Linked DNA regions of Mus musculus: region 1 is linked to region 2. Evidence: chromatin contacts called from public HiCAR-type data. All regions are on one chromosome and are shown on one strand. Each heading gives the region's core, a stretch centred on a gene start, on an enhancer-like site or on the middle of the called end of the contact. The rest is flanking DNA. Distances are from core to core; before and after follow the strand shown.

Region 1 (6,617 bases), core at 3,876-6,375, 150 kb before region 2:
CACCACGGGGGGGGGGGGGGGAAACCCTGATCCTGGGCTGCCACCTGGGCAGGAATTTCAGGATGAGCCAATAGGAGACAGAGTTGGAATTTACTAAAAGCAAAAAGGAGGGCAGCTGGGGAGGAAACACAGGTGTGGGCTGCTCACAAAGGAGTCGGGTTTCAAGAGTCCTCCTGGTGACTATGTCTGGGTTCTGGAAGCGTCTGGGGTTCGCTGCTCAGCAGGTTCCTAAGGGACACTCCCCTCCCCTACCTCTCCACTCTTGAGATTAGAAGTTGGCACTGAAGGTGCCTTTGGTGGGATTGCAATCCAGTAAGGCGCCAGGAGGAGCCCCGTAGATTGCACAAAGGGTTTGTTTAGGACCCATCTTTTCCTGTTAAGTGTGGTTTCTGGTGAGAGCCTAGGAAACCACAGGTTTGCAGGTGAGGTTTGCAAGGCCTTAAATGGATGTCATTGGCTGTGTTGTCATCCTCGACTCTCAGCTGGTGAGAGGCTTCACCCAGCTTCTGAGCTGAAGGGCACCTTTCATGTCCACGTTCCTTAAGCTTCTGTCCTCCCTCAACAACACAGAAGTCTACCACTTCAGTGGCCAGAGATCCCACCGCTGTATAGAAAATAGGGCAGGAGGCGGGACTCATATGCAAGGTCTGTTGCATCATGGGGATAATGACATTAAACTAGTACTGTCCGTGTCTTCCAAAGTATAATTTGCTAATGTAGCAGATGGCTCCATCACAAGCTGTAATTTGTCCCCAAAGACTCCCAATGCATGTGGCTTCCTAGAGTCAGTAATTAGCCTTGGCAATTAAAGATTAAAATCAGCATAATGTTGTTTAACTATGCCCCCTAAGCAAGCCATAGCATTTGAAGAATTTCTAGGTATGGCAATATACATTTGAAAAACTGTTAACTAGATAGACTGATAATTTGAAAGTCAACTCAAGACCCACTCTGCAGATCTGTGTTTGTATACTCGCATTACTATCTCAGCTATTTTTTGCATGTATATGTGTATGATGTGGCTGTGTGTATGTTTCCAAATGTGGGTGTGAGTACATGCGTGCGTGCTGTTGAGTGTGCACTTGTGGGAGGGTGCACGTGGAGGCCAGAGACTGACAGAAGATGTCTTCAGTTGCTCACCACGTTATCTTTTGAGACATGGTCCCTCACTTGAATCCAGAGGTCATCAGTCCAGCTAGTGAAGCCAGCCAGCTTGCTCTGGGGACCTGGTCTTCACTCCATGAGTCATGGCATTACAAGGGTCAGCATGCCTACCTGGGGGATAGGGATGCGCAGGGTCTGAAAGCAGGCCCCTTACTCCCTGGGCCGTCTCTTTAGCCCATGTATCCCAAGTGTTCACCCTTACCTAATTTTATTACATTTTAAGATTTAATCTTATTAAAAATAAGATTTAATTTGTGGGAAGTGGGGACCGCTGGTTGTCTTTGCCACTGTTGGTCCCTGCTACTCCTTATGCTCAACTTTATCGTTGGTTCATATCTGTCACTCTTGTCACTTTGTATACAGAACGCATCTCAATTTTGTCTTTTAATGGATTAATCACACTTATATTCAATGAGTTATTACCTCTTTTTTTTTAAAGATTAATTATTTTATTTATTTATGTCCCAAATGTTGCCTTCCCTCATTGCCCACCTCCCAGAGCTCTTCACCACCCCCCTCCTCTTTGCCTCTGAGACGGTGCTGCCCCCTTCCCCTACCCCGGCAACCCCCTCTCCTACTTCTTCTTTTTTTTTTAACTTTATTTTTGTGTCTGTATATTAATAGAACAAAATAGTGGGCTTCACAATGTCATTTTGATACCTTCATTTCTTCCATTTTTGCTTGTCTTTTGAGACAAGATCTCTTTACATAGTTCTGGCTGTCCTGGCACTCACTTTGTAGACCAGGTTGGCCTTGAACTCAGATCAGCCTACTTCTGCTGCCTAAGTGCTAGGATTAAAGTGTGCACTGCTACCCCTGGTGTGTGTGCGTTTCTATACTTTGTTTGATTTTACTTTGCTTATGCCTCTTATCCTGTGTACTACTTTACATGGCTTGATCAAGTAGCCATTTATTCCCTTTCTTCCATTAATTTCCATGGCTTCAGTAGAGTATAACTGCTATAACATAAACAGCTGCTTAAAGTCTGTATACAGGGCTGGTGAGATGGCTCAGTCAGTAAAAGCGCTGGCCACACGAGCCCGGGAGCGTGGGTTTGATCCCGGGAACTGAAGGAGAGAACCAGCTTTGGAGATGTGCCTTCTGACCACGTGCGTGCCCCGGCACTGCGGTGTCTGAGTAGCCACATCCCCAGGCCCTGCTATGGAGCAGCAGCTTCCTCTGTGTAGCTCTGGCTGCACGTGACATCGCCCCTCCCCCCACCTCCGCCTCCTGAGTGCTGGCATTGCACTGCAGACCTTTATATCCAGCTTTACTTTCAATGTTGACATATTTTCCCAGGGTGTAAACAATATCTCTTCCTTCAGTACTTCAAATATTGCTTCATATTTTTCTTATTTGCATTACCTCCAATAATAACCAAAAAAAAAGGTCAAAATATTTACTATCACACCCTAAATATAAAGCTCTTTTTTTCATCTGTGGCTGATCTTAGGACATTTTATCTTATATATGTATTTCTAGAAGATTGGCTGTGCAATGTTGTCTTAGTCAGGATTTCTATTCCTGCACAAACATCTTGATCAAGAAGCAAGTTGGGGAGGAAAGGGTTTATTCAGCTTAAACTTCCATATCGCTGTTCATCACCAAGGAAGTCAGGACTGGAACTCAAGCAGGTCAGAAAGCAGGAGCTGATGCAGAGGCCATGGAGGGATGTTCTTTACTGGCTTGCTTCCCCTGGCTTGCTCAGCCTGCTCTCTTATAGAACCAAGACTACCAGCCCAGAGATGGTCCCACCCACAAGGGGCCTTTCCCCCTTGATCACTAATTGAGAAAATGCCTTACAGTTGAATCTCATGGAGGCATTTCCTCAACTGAAGCTCCTTTCTCTGTGATAACTCCAGCTGTGTCAAGATGACACAAAACTAGCCAGTACAAAGGTCTTGGTATAACTTTTCCATGTCTCTTGTGCTAGAGGAACGGCTCATTCTTTTAGCTACATTGTTTATATAATTTCAGGTCCTTGTCCCTGCCTTTTGGAAACTCTAATTCCACCAGGGCCCATCTGCTTTCCCACAGTTTAGCTGCTCTATTACTTAGCCACTTTGTGTGAGCCGGTGTTTCTCTATGCAGGCTCCTGTGGAACTCTTCTGTAGTGCAGTCTTGTCTAACTGTGTTTTTCCTGCCTCAGCCTCCTAAATACCAGGGTCCTGTAATTTACTTTGCAGTGAGTCTCCCTCCTGTGCCTCTTCCTTCCTTCCTTCCTTCCTTCCTTCCTTCCTTCCTTCCTTCCTTCTTTTCTTTCTTTCAATTCTTTGCTTTTGTCTTGGAAGTTACTACTGTTGTCTATACTATGTAATCTGCGTTTAGCCAAGCCAAGGCAATTTCTATTTCAATATTATGATTTTCATTTCAGAAAGTTCACCGTATCTCTTAAACATAACCACAACATTCTAGGTAACATGTTCAACACTTCCCGTGGCTTTCTGAGTGCATAGGGCTTAGCTAGAGCCACTCTAATATTTCTCTCTACTTTGGCTAGCATACCGTAGGGCTGCTGCAAAATATGTTGTACGGAGTGCTGACATAGGCTGTAGTTAAGGCTGGGCTAGTGTTCACTATGTAGCCCATGCTATCATCTAACTCATAGCTGTCTTCCTGTGTCAGCCTCCTAAGTGTGGGAATTGTAGGCAGAAGTCACCATGCTAAGCTTGTCCTACAGTGGTGGGTGGGCTTTTCACAGATTTTCCATTTTCATAGTTACACTGAACCTGGCTCTCTTTCTCAAGCTAGGGTTTTCATTTTGTTTTATTTTGGTTGGTTGGTTTGTTTGTTTGTTTGGTGTGTGTGTGTGTGTGTGTGTGTGTGTGTGTGTGTATGTGTGTGTGTGTATCTACAGAGACCAGAAGAGGATGACCCATCCTCTAGAGCTTAGTTACAGGTAGTTGTGAGGCACCTCATCTCCATCCCCTCAAGCCAGTCTTCCAACTATTCACACATGTACTGCAAGGGCATGTCCTTGTAACGTTTCGCCAGCAAAACACACTCGGACAACCGGATCCTTCTACGGCAAAGCTTTATTGCTTACTTCTCAGGAAGACCCCGAACCCGGAAAATGGTGCTGCTTAAATACCCCTCCGTGTGACGTGTCAGCTCCTGATTAGCTGCTACACCCCGGGATGGGCAGTGACTTGGCACAAATTTACTCCAGCACCTGCGCACATTGCTTGTTTACTAGTTAGGCACTGAGGAAGCCAGCTACATCTTGTAATGGCGATTGTTCACGGCTCTCCACATGGGCTGTTCAGACCCAGCTCCTCCCAGGGTTCTTTGCAGTGAGGTCTTGTCTTCCCCTCCATTCCCCAGCTGCTCTTCTCTGGGCAGCAGAGCACTTGTATAGCATAGTGTCCAGTACTGAAGACAGCAGGCTGACTCCAATAAACACATCTATGACCTCGAGGATCCCTTGATACCCAACCTGACAGGGAGGTTAAGCAGCCCTCCACAGAAATGATGCTTGCCGGGAGCAAGGAGATTTTGTGAATATGGAGTAGTTGAGAGAACCAATATCATGATTCTCCTCTTTAAAATCTTATGCAAACATTTGAGAGCCCCACTGTGTGCTTCTGGTGAGCATTCACCTTTCATTCAGAGAACAGATCACTGGGCATAGAGGCGGTGTTAACAGAAAACAAATCACAACGCAGCATCACTCAGTGCCAGGGCATGTGTACTGACTAGAGCCACAGGGACCACAGGAAGGCCAGATGCTGGCTGGCTTTGTGTTCCTCTGTGGACCTTCAGGTGTGCACTGGGGCTGAAAGAAGCAGCCTTGAAGAGGTGGCGTTTCCCAGTCTGAGAAGTGAGGTTTTAGTCACAGAATAACTCCTCCAGAGATATTGTGTAAAAGTAGAAGTGCATTCTGGGGGAATGTGCTACTTACTCTAAGTCAAAAACGATGGCCTGGAGTCAACTTCCACAGAAGTCACATGCTCCAATACCAAAATAGGAAGGAAAATATTTTGTAGGACACAGAGTATTTTTCAGAATAAATTGCGACACACACATACTTCTCGAGGCAGCTCTGACATTTGGGGCTGGGCAGGGTGTTTGCTGTAGATAAGAACACTGATATGAAGTGACTCCCTGGTTTATCTCCTTCCTTCTTCCTTCCTTTCTTCCTTCCTTCCTTCCTTCCTTCCTTCCTTTTCCCCATCCCTCTGCCCCTCTGTCCCTCTGTCCTTCTGTCTCTCTGTCCTTCCCCTGCCCTCCTTCTTTCAGTCCCTCCCTCTCTCCTTTCTTCCCTCCTTCCTGCCCTGCCCTCTCTTTCTCCCCTCTTCCTTATATAGGGGTATTTAATCGTGCTAACCTTATAGACTTAGCGTGAGTGTTAGTGAGTTTTTGCATATAAAATACTTAGAACATGTGGAGTATCATCGTTCAGTCTTCTGTGTGCTAACAGTTTAAAACAAGACTCACTGTCCACCAGCTTTTCCAGCTTCGAGAGGGCTGGGAATCAGACGCACTGTGGCTGAGTGACAGCCTTCTCATGAAGCTGCAGTCATGCGTCTGCCTGGGCTTAGGTCCCTGAAGGTGGCACTGGGACTGAAGGATTGCTGTCCAAGGCACGTCACCTAGCTGGCTAGCTGGCACTTGCTGTTGGTGTGCTCAAGTGGAGCTTTGGTGCCCTTTGTGATCCAGCTTGGGCTATCACACACTGTCACATCTCCTTTATTCTGCTCTATTTGGTGTATAGGGCACTCCACCAAGGCACAGTTCCAGGGTGGTGTCTCTCTGTTGTTGCGTGTGTGTTGTTGCATGTGTTTGTGGTGTGGATACTTCTTAGTGTGGGTGTGCATGCATGTGCTCGAGGGGGTGCATGCATGTGTGTGCTCATGCACGTGGAAGCCTGGTACTGATATTGGGGCGTTCGTACTTGATCGCTCTCCACAGTTACTTTTGTGAGAAGAGGTCTCTCCCTGAGCCTTAAACTTATTAATTCAGGTAGTCTGGCTGGTCAATGAGGTTCACAAATCTGCCTGTCTCCTCCCACCTACCCACATATCCCATGCTAGGCTGCAGCAGTGTATAGCCTCCACTGGTTCTTTACATGAGTTCTGGGAACCCTAACTTGGGCCCTTGTGCTTATGTGCTGACACTTTAGCAACTGTGCCATCCATTCCTCCAGTCCTCGGTCAGCCTGATCCTAGAACCCGGCTTCTATGCTCTTCAAGGAGATGCTACTCTTAAAGCAAGCACCCAGAGCCACCGGCCACGGGTAGACCCCACCCCAGAAATAGGCCTTCCCATATTAATTATTAATCAAGAAAACACACCACAGGCTAGCCTACATGGCTATCCAGACTGGACATTTTCTCAACTGAGGCTCTCTCTTCCAAAACAACTCTAGTTTGTGTCAAGTTGACATAAAAGTAGCCAGCAAACATCTCACAAGAGACTCATTTAGTGCCCACTATGGGGCTAGCACTATGTGC
Region 2 (6,988 bases), core at 2,587-5,086:
AAGAACATCATGAGTTTCACAAGAAAATGAATAGAAGGAGAAAATATCATCCTGAGTGAGGTAACCCAGACCCAAGAGGTCATGTATGATATGTACTCACTTATAAATGGATTTTGGTTATAAAATATAGGATAACTATGCTACAATCCACAAACTCAAAGAACACAATAACAAGGAGGGTCCAAGGGAGGCTGGTTGAACCTTTTTCAGAAGGGAAAATAAAATAAATATTGGAGGTGTATGGAGGGAGGGAGCAAGGAGGGAGGGGGAAGGGGAGAGGAGCATGCAGGAGGGTCAGGTGTAGGGAAAGCAGGGGAGAGCTTAGGAAAGGAAATTGGTATTGAGCAGGGCGGGGGAGGGGCATCTCTAGGATGTGCCAGAGACCTGAGATAGGGGAGGTCCCAGGGTGGCTATGGGGGACACAGTAGCTGAAACTCCTAGTAGTGGGGTATATGAATCCCAAAATGGCTACTTCCTAGAGCCAGGTAGGATTCCCAGGAATATTGAAGGATAAGGACAGCAACCCACCCACAAAGTATTCAACATAAAACATGTCCTGCCTACAAGATGTGTAGGAACAAAGATAGACACGGAGGGAATGACCAACCAATGATTGGTCCAAATTGGGACCCAAACCATGGTCAAGAACCAATCCCTGAAAGTATTAATGATACTCTGTCATGCTTGCAGACTGGAACCCAACATAACTCTCCTCTGAGTGGCTCTGCCCAGCAGCCAATAGAAACAGATGCAGAGATGCACAACTTAATTAGATGGAGCTCAGGAATCTTGTGTAAGAGTGGGGGAAGAATTGAGGGATCTGAATAAGATAGGGACACCACAGGAAAACCAACAGAGTCAACTAACCTCGACCCTTGGGGACTCCCAGAGGCTGAACTACCAACCAAAGAGTGAGCTTGGACTGGACCTAGGTACCCCTGCATATATGTAGCAGATGTGTAGCTTGGTCTTCATGTGGGTCCTCTAACAACTGGAGTGAGGGCTGTCCCTGAATTTGTTGCCTGCCTGTGGATCTCATTCCCTTAACTGGGCTGCCTTGTCTGTCCTCAGTGAGAGAAGATGTGCCTAGTTCCTCAGTGACTGATGTGTTGGAGTTGGGCAGGTGGAGGATAAGGTGAGCTGAGGTGGGCATTTGGGGTGATATCCAGAGGGCTCCCCCTCCTCAAAGGAAAGAGGGGTGAGTGGAGGAAGGATCTGGGGTACTGGGAGGAGAGGGCGGTTGATATTGGGATATAAAGTAAACAAACAAACAAACAAACAAATATTTGCAAACAGTTGGCTTCAGTCCAGAAATTCAGGGATGTCTCAACATAATACAAGTCAATTAATGTGATATTATAAATAAATGGACTTGACAGAAATCTTGAATATTTTCAGAGATGCAGTAAAAATTTTTTTTACAAAATGTAACATTTCAGGATTATAAAAAGTTGAAGGAATAGAAATAGAAGGAACATATGCATAGAAAAAAACATACCTCAACTTATAAAGGTTATATGCAGCACATCTATAGACAACATTATGCTAAATAGGGAATGTTGAAATCATTTCCACTAAAGTCAGGAACAAGTCAAAGGTTTCCATTTTCTCCACCCTCATTTAATATACCAAGACTAGGAAATAAAAAGAACACACAGAAAAGAAAGAAGTAAAAGTATCCTTGTTTATAGATACTAATGGTACTATATACAAGACCCTAAAGACTCCCCCAGATGACACTTAGATCAGATGAACACTTTTAGCAAAGTGCCAACACACACACACACACACACACACACACACACACACACTATAAAATCAGTAGCCTCGCTAAATACCAATGGCATGCATGCAGAGAAAAAAATTAGAAAAATAAGTTCCATCATGATTGCCTCCACAAACAAAAAACAATAATAGCTCCGCCCCTAATACATTTAACCAAGGAGTGAAAAACTTCTATAATGAAAACTAAAACATTAAAGAAAAAAACTGAAGAAGATACTAGAAGATGGGAAGGCCTTCAGCTGGAAGAATTAATATTGTGAAATACAACTCCATTAAAATTTCAACTTCATTGTTCACAGAAGTAGAGTAAAAGTATCTCGAAATTTATATGGAAGTACAAAAGACCCTGGATAGCCAGTGCAATCCTGAGCAAGGAGAACAGTGGGAGAGATACCATCATACCTGACTGCAAGTTATTCTACACAGCCATAGTGACAAAAAACACCATGACATTGGCACAAAAATAGGTCAACGAAACAATATGAGGGACACAGATAGAAATCCACACAGTTGCAGCTACCTGATTTTGGACAGAAACACTAAAAGGAATCATGACAACAAAACACTGGAGACAAATGAGTATCTTCAAAAAAAATGGTGCTGCCAAGAATGGATAATTACATGAGGAAGAAGGAAGCTAGACACATAATTGACTTCCTGTGAAAATTAACTCCAAATGGATCAAAGATCTTAGTGCAAGGCCTGAAACTCTGAAACTGATAGATGAAAAATAGCAAAACAGTCTCAGTAGGTCAGCCTAGGCAAGGACTGTGATCAGCCCCCTAGACACTCAGGGAATGATGACCACAACTGACAAGTGAGATCCCACGAAATTAAAAAACTTCTGTACAACCAAGGAAATGATTATTGAGTGAATAAGTGAAGGGACAGCCTAGAAGGTGGGAAAGACTCTTTCCAAGTTATATGTCTGAGGATTAATACCTAAGGGATACAAAGAACTACAAAAAGAAATAGGACACCGGACAACCCAGTCTATAAATGAGCTGTTGTTCCAAAATGGCGAGCCACTAAGCATGGGCAAGTGTTCATCCTCACTCTATGCCAGGCAGATGACAGCTTTTAAAAAATTTTTGTTTGTTTGTTTATTTATATTTCAAATGTTATCCCCCTTCCCAGTTTCCCCTCCACAAACCCTCTTTTCCATCCTTCTGCCTCTATGAGGGTGCTCCCCTACCTGCCCACCCACTTCTGCCTTACCAACCTAGTATCCCCCTACCCTGGGAGCCTCCACAGAACCAAGGGGCTCCCCTCTCAGTGATGCCGCATAAAGCAATCTTGTGCGACATATCCAGTTGGAGCCATGTGTCCCCCGATGTGTACTCTTTGGCTGGTGGTTTAGTCCCTGGGAGCTCTGTTGATATTGTTGTTCTTCCTATGGGGTTGCAAATCCCTTTAGCTCCTTCAGTCCTAACTTCTCCATTGGGGTCACCAAGCTCAGTCCAATGTTTGGCTGTGAGCATCCAAGCATCTGCATCTGTATTGGTCAGGTTCTGTCACAGACTCTAAGGGGACAGCTTTACTAAGCTCATGTCAACAAGCGTTCTAGGCATCAGCAATAGTGCCTGGGTTTTGGGGTCTGCAGATGGGATGGATCTCAAGGTGGGGCAGTTTCTAGATGGCCTTTCCTTCAGTCTCTGCTCCACTCTTTGTCCCTGCATTTTCTTTTGACAGGAAGAATTCTGGATTAATAATTTGAGGTGGGTGGGTGGCCCCATCCCTCAACTGGGGGCTGTGCCTATCCACTGGATATGGTATCTACAAGTTCTATCTCCTGTTTGTTGGGTATTTTGTACACTAACACATTGCTGATATGTTAAACTGGTGTAGCAACTATCAAAACCAGTCTGGACTAGCTCTGTCATGTAACCAAATGCTACCACCCTTAGGTATTTATTTGAATGACTCCAAGTTAATATATATCAGAGATTTTTGCAGTCTCTTTTACGTTATTCTTAATACCTAAGTTATTCACCAACCAGGAAAGTGTGGTATATATACACAGTAGAATATTTTTCAGCCATAAAGAGGAAACATGTCATTTGCAGGAAAATGGATGCAGCTGGAGATAATCACACTAGGCAAATTAAGTCAGTCTCAGAAAGAAACATAAATATCACACATTTCCTTTCATTTGTGGTTAGAGCTTATGTAGATACATGAAATTATATATATACAGATGTCATGAAAGTAGAAGCAACATTGTCTAGGGAGAAAAGGAAGCATAAGGGAATGAGTGGGAATATGTTTAAAGTAGATTATATTTGCATAAAAATTAGAAAAGACATAAAGTATTCAATTTAAAAAGGGAAAAGTCTGCTTACAATTTCAAAGGAGCAAGTTGTAATTAGGCTGACCCATTGCTTTTAATCTTCTGAGAAGGGTGCCAGATAGTAATGGTATTGAGTATGTGGAAGAGTAAAACTGTTTACTTCATGCCAAAAGACTGGAGCCCCATAGTCTCATTAAGGGAATCCTCCCAATGACCTAAATTCCTCTCATTAGGCTCTACCACTACCTCACAACAGTATCTCTCTGGGAACCAATCATTTTCTGTACATGGGCCTCTGAAGAATACTTATGCTTCTTTAATTTTTTTTCTTGGATATTTTCTTTACATTTCAAATGCTTTCCTCTGTCCAGATCTCCCCTTCAGAAACACCCTATCCCATCCCCATCCCCCTGCTTCTATGAGGGTGCTCCCCACCCACCTACCCACTCCCATCTTCCTGCCCTGGCATTCCCCTACACAAGGGCATTGAACAATCTCAGGCCCAAGGGCCTCTCCTCCCACTGATGTACAACAAGGCCATCCCCTGTGACATATGAGGACAGAGCCATGGGTCCCTCCATGTGTACTCTTTGTTTGGTGATCCAGTCCCTGGGAGCTCCAGGGGGTCTGGCCAGTTTACACTGTTGCTCCCTTCATGGGGCTGTAAACCCCTCAGCTCCTTCAGTCCTTTCTCCAACTCCTCCATCGGGGACCCTACTCCCAGTCCAACGGTTGGCTGCAAGCATCTGCCTCTGTATTTGTCAGGCTATGGAAGAGCCTTTCAGGAGACAGCCATATTAGGCTTCTGTCAGAAAGCACTTCCCTGCATCCACAATAGTATCTAGGTTTGGTATATAGTATATAGGTTTGGTATATAGGATGGATCCCCAGGTGGGAAAGTCTCTGGATGGTTTTTCTCTCGGTCTCTGTTCCATATGTTGTCTTCGTATTTCCTCTTGTGAGTATTTTGTTCCCCCTCATAAGAAGCACTGAAGCATCTACAGTTTGGTCTTCCTTCTTCTGCATTACATATGGTCTGTGAGTTGAATCTTGGGTATTCCAAGCTTATTGCCTTATATCCACTTATCAGTGAGTGTGTTCTTTTGTGATTGGGCTACCTCACTCAGAGTGATATTTTCTAGTTCTCTCCATTTGCCTTTGAATTTCATGAATTCATTGTTTTTAATAGCTGAGTAGTACTCCATTGTGTAAATGTACCACAGTTTCTGTATCCATTCCTCTGTTGAGGGACATCTGGGTTCTTTCCAGCTCCTGGCTATTATAAATAAGGCTGCTATGAACATAGTGGAGCATGTGTCCTTATTACATGTTGGAACATCTTCTGGGTATATGCCCAGGAGTGCTATTGCTGGGTTCTCAGGTAGTACTATGTCCAATTTTCTGAGGAACCACCAGACTGATATCTAGAGTGGTTGTACCAGCTTGCCATCCCACCAGCAATGGAGGAATGTTTCTCTTTCTCAACATCCTCGCCAGCATCTGCTGTCACCTGAGTTTTTTATCTTAGCCATTCTGACTGGTGTGAGGTAGAATCTCAGGGTTGTCTTGATTTGCATTTCCCTGATGACTAAAGATGTTAAACATTACTTTATGTGCTTCTCGGCCACTCAAATTTTCTCAGTTGAGAATTCTCTGTTTAGCTCTGTAGCCCATTTTTTAATAGGGTTACTTGGTTCTTCTTAAGTTCTTTGTATACTGGATATTAGCCCTCATCAGATGTAGAATTGGTAAAGATCTTTTCCCAATCTGTTGGTGGCCTTTTTGTCTTATTGACAGCGTCCTTTGCCTTATAGAAGGAAGCTTTGAAATTTTATGAGGTCCCATTTGTTAATTCTTGATCTTATAGTACAAGCCATTGGTGTACTGTTCAGGAAACTTTCCCCTGTGCCCATGTGCTCAAGGCTCTTCCTCACTTTCTTTTCTATTAGTTTCAGTGTATCAGTTTTATGTGGAGGTCCTTGATCCACATGGACTTGAGCTTTGTACCGGGAGATAAGAATGGATCAATTTGCATTCTTCTACATGCTAACTGCCAGTTGAACCAGCATCATTTGTCGAAAATGCTGTCTTTGCCCCCCCCCCCCCCCACTGGATGGTTTTATCTCCTTTGTCAAAAATCAAGTGACCATAAGTGTGTGGGTTCATTTCTAGGTCTTCAATTTTATTCCATCAATGTACCTGCCTGTCATTGTACCAATACCATGCCAGTTTTATCACTATTGTTCTGTAGTACATCTTGAGGTCAGGGATGGTGATTCCCCCAGAAGTTCTTTTATTGTTGAGAATAGTTTTCGCTATCCTTGTTTTTTTGTTATTTTTAAATGAATTTGAGAATTGCTCTTTCTAAGTCATTGAAAAATTGAGTTGGAATTTTGATGGGAAATGCATTGAATCTATAGATTGCTTTCATCACGATGGCCATTTTTACTGTATTAATCCTGCCAATCAAGAGCATGGGAGATCTTTCCATTTTCTGAGGTCTTCTTTGATTTCTTTCTTCAGAGACTTGAAGTTCTTATCATACAAATTTTTCACTTGCTTGGTTAGAGTCACACCAAGATATTTTATATTGTTTGGGACGATTGTGAAGGGTGTCATTTCCCTAATTTCTTTTTCAGTCTATTTATCCTTTGAGTAGAGGAAGGCTACTGATTTGTTTGAGTTAATTTTATATCCAGCTACTTTGCTGAAGTTGTTTATCAGCTGTCGGAGTTCTCTGGTGGAGTTTTGGGGATCACTTATATATACTATCATCTGTAAATAGTGATATTTTGACTTCTTCCTTTCCAATTTATATTCATTTGACCTCCTTTTTTGTCTAATTGCTCTAGCTAGAACTTCAAGTACTAAATTGAATAGGTAGAGAAAAAGTGGGCAGCCTTGTATAGTCTC

Evidence for each region. HiCAR-type assays count read pairs that join an accessible place to other places.
Region 1: a HiCAR-type map of PVALB interneurons shows a contact between it and region 2, with 6 times the contacts expected there. The contact joins two enhancer-like sites. A contact is called at or near these places in 1 of 15 datasets of contacts at CTCF or cohesin (large pre-B cells), 12 of 484 Hi-C or Micro-C datasets (CD8 T cells, the G1E-ER4 cell line, Th1 cells and 8 more) and 2 of 115 datasets of contacts at active chromatin or transcription factors (PVALB interneurons and bone marrow-derived dendritic cells).

What each region holds. Positions count from the first base shown.
Region 1 is chr12:32,889,144-32,895,760 of GRCm38.p6, reverse strand. The region is part of intron 2 of Gm33484 (a long non-coding RNA gene); the gene reads left to right. Among named protein-coding and RNA genes, the nearest start is that of Gm33484, 17 kb to the left of the region's middle. Within about 2 kb of position 5,125, at least 26 of the 459 cell types and tissues checked have an H3K27ac peak or open chromatin away from gene starts, as enhancers often do. A contact at or near this core is called in PVALB interneurons, where this site is marked.
Region 2 is chr12:32,738,654-32,745,641 of GRCm38.p6, reverse strand. The region is part of intron 1 of Gm40376 (predicted gene, 40376); the gene reads right to left. Among named protein-coding and RNA genes, the nearest start is that of Gm40376, 17 kb to the right of the region's middle. Within about 2 kb of position 3,836, at least 1 of the 459 cell types and tissues checked has an H3K27ac peak or open chromatin away from gene starts, as enhancers often do. A contact at or near this core is called in PVALB interneurons, where this site is marked.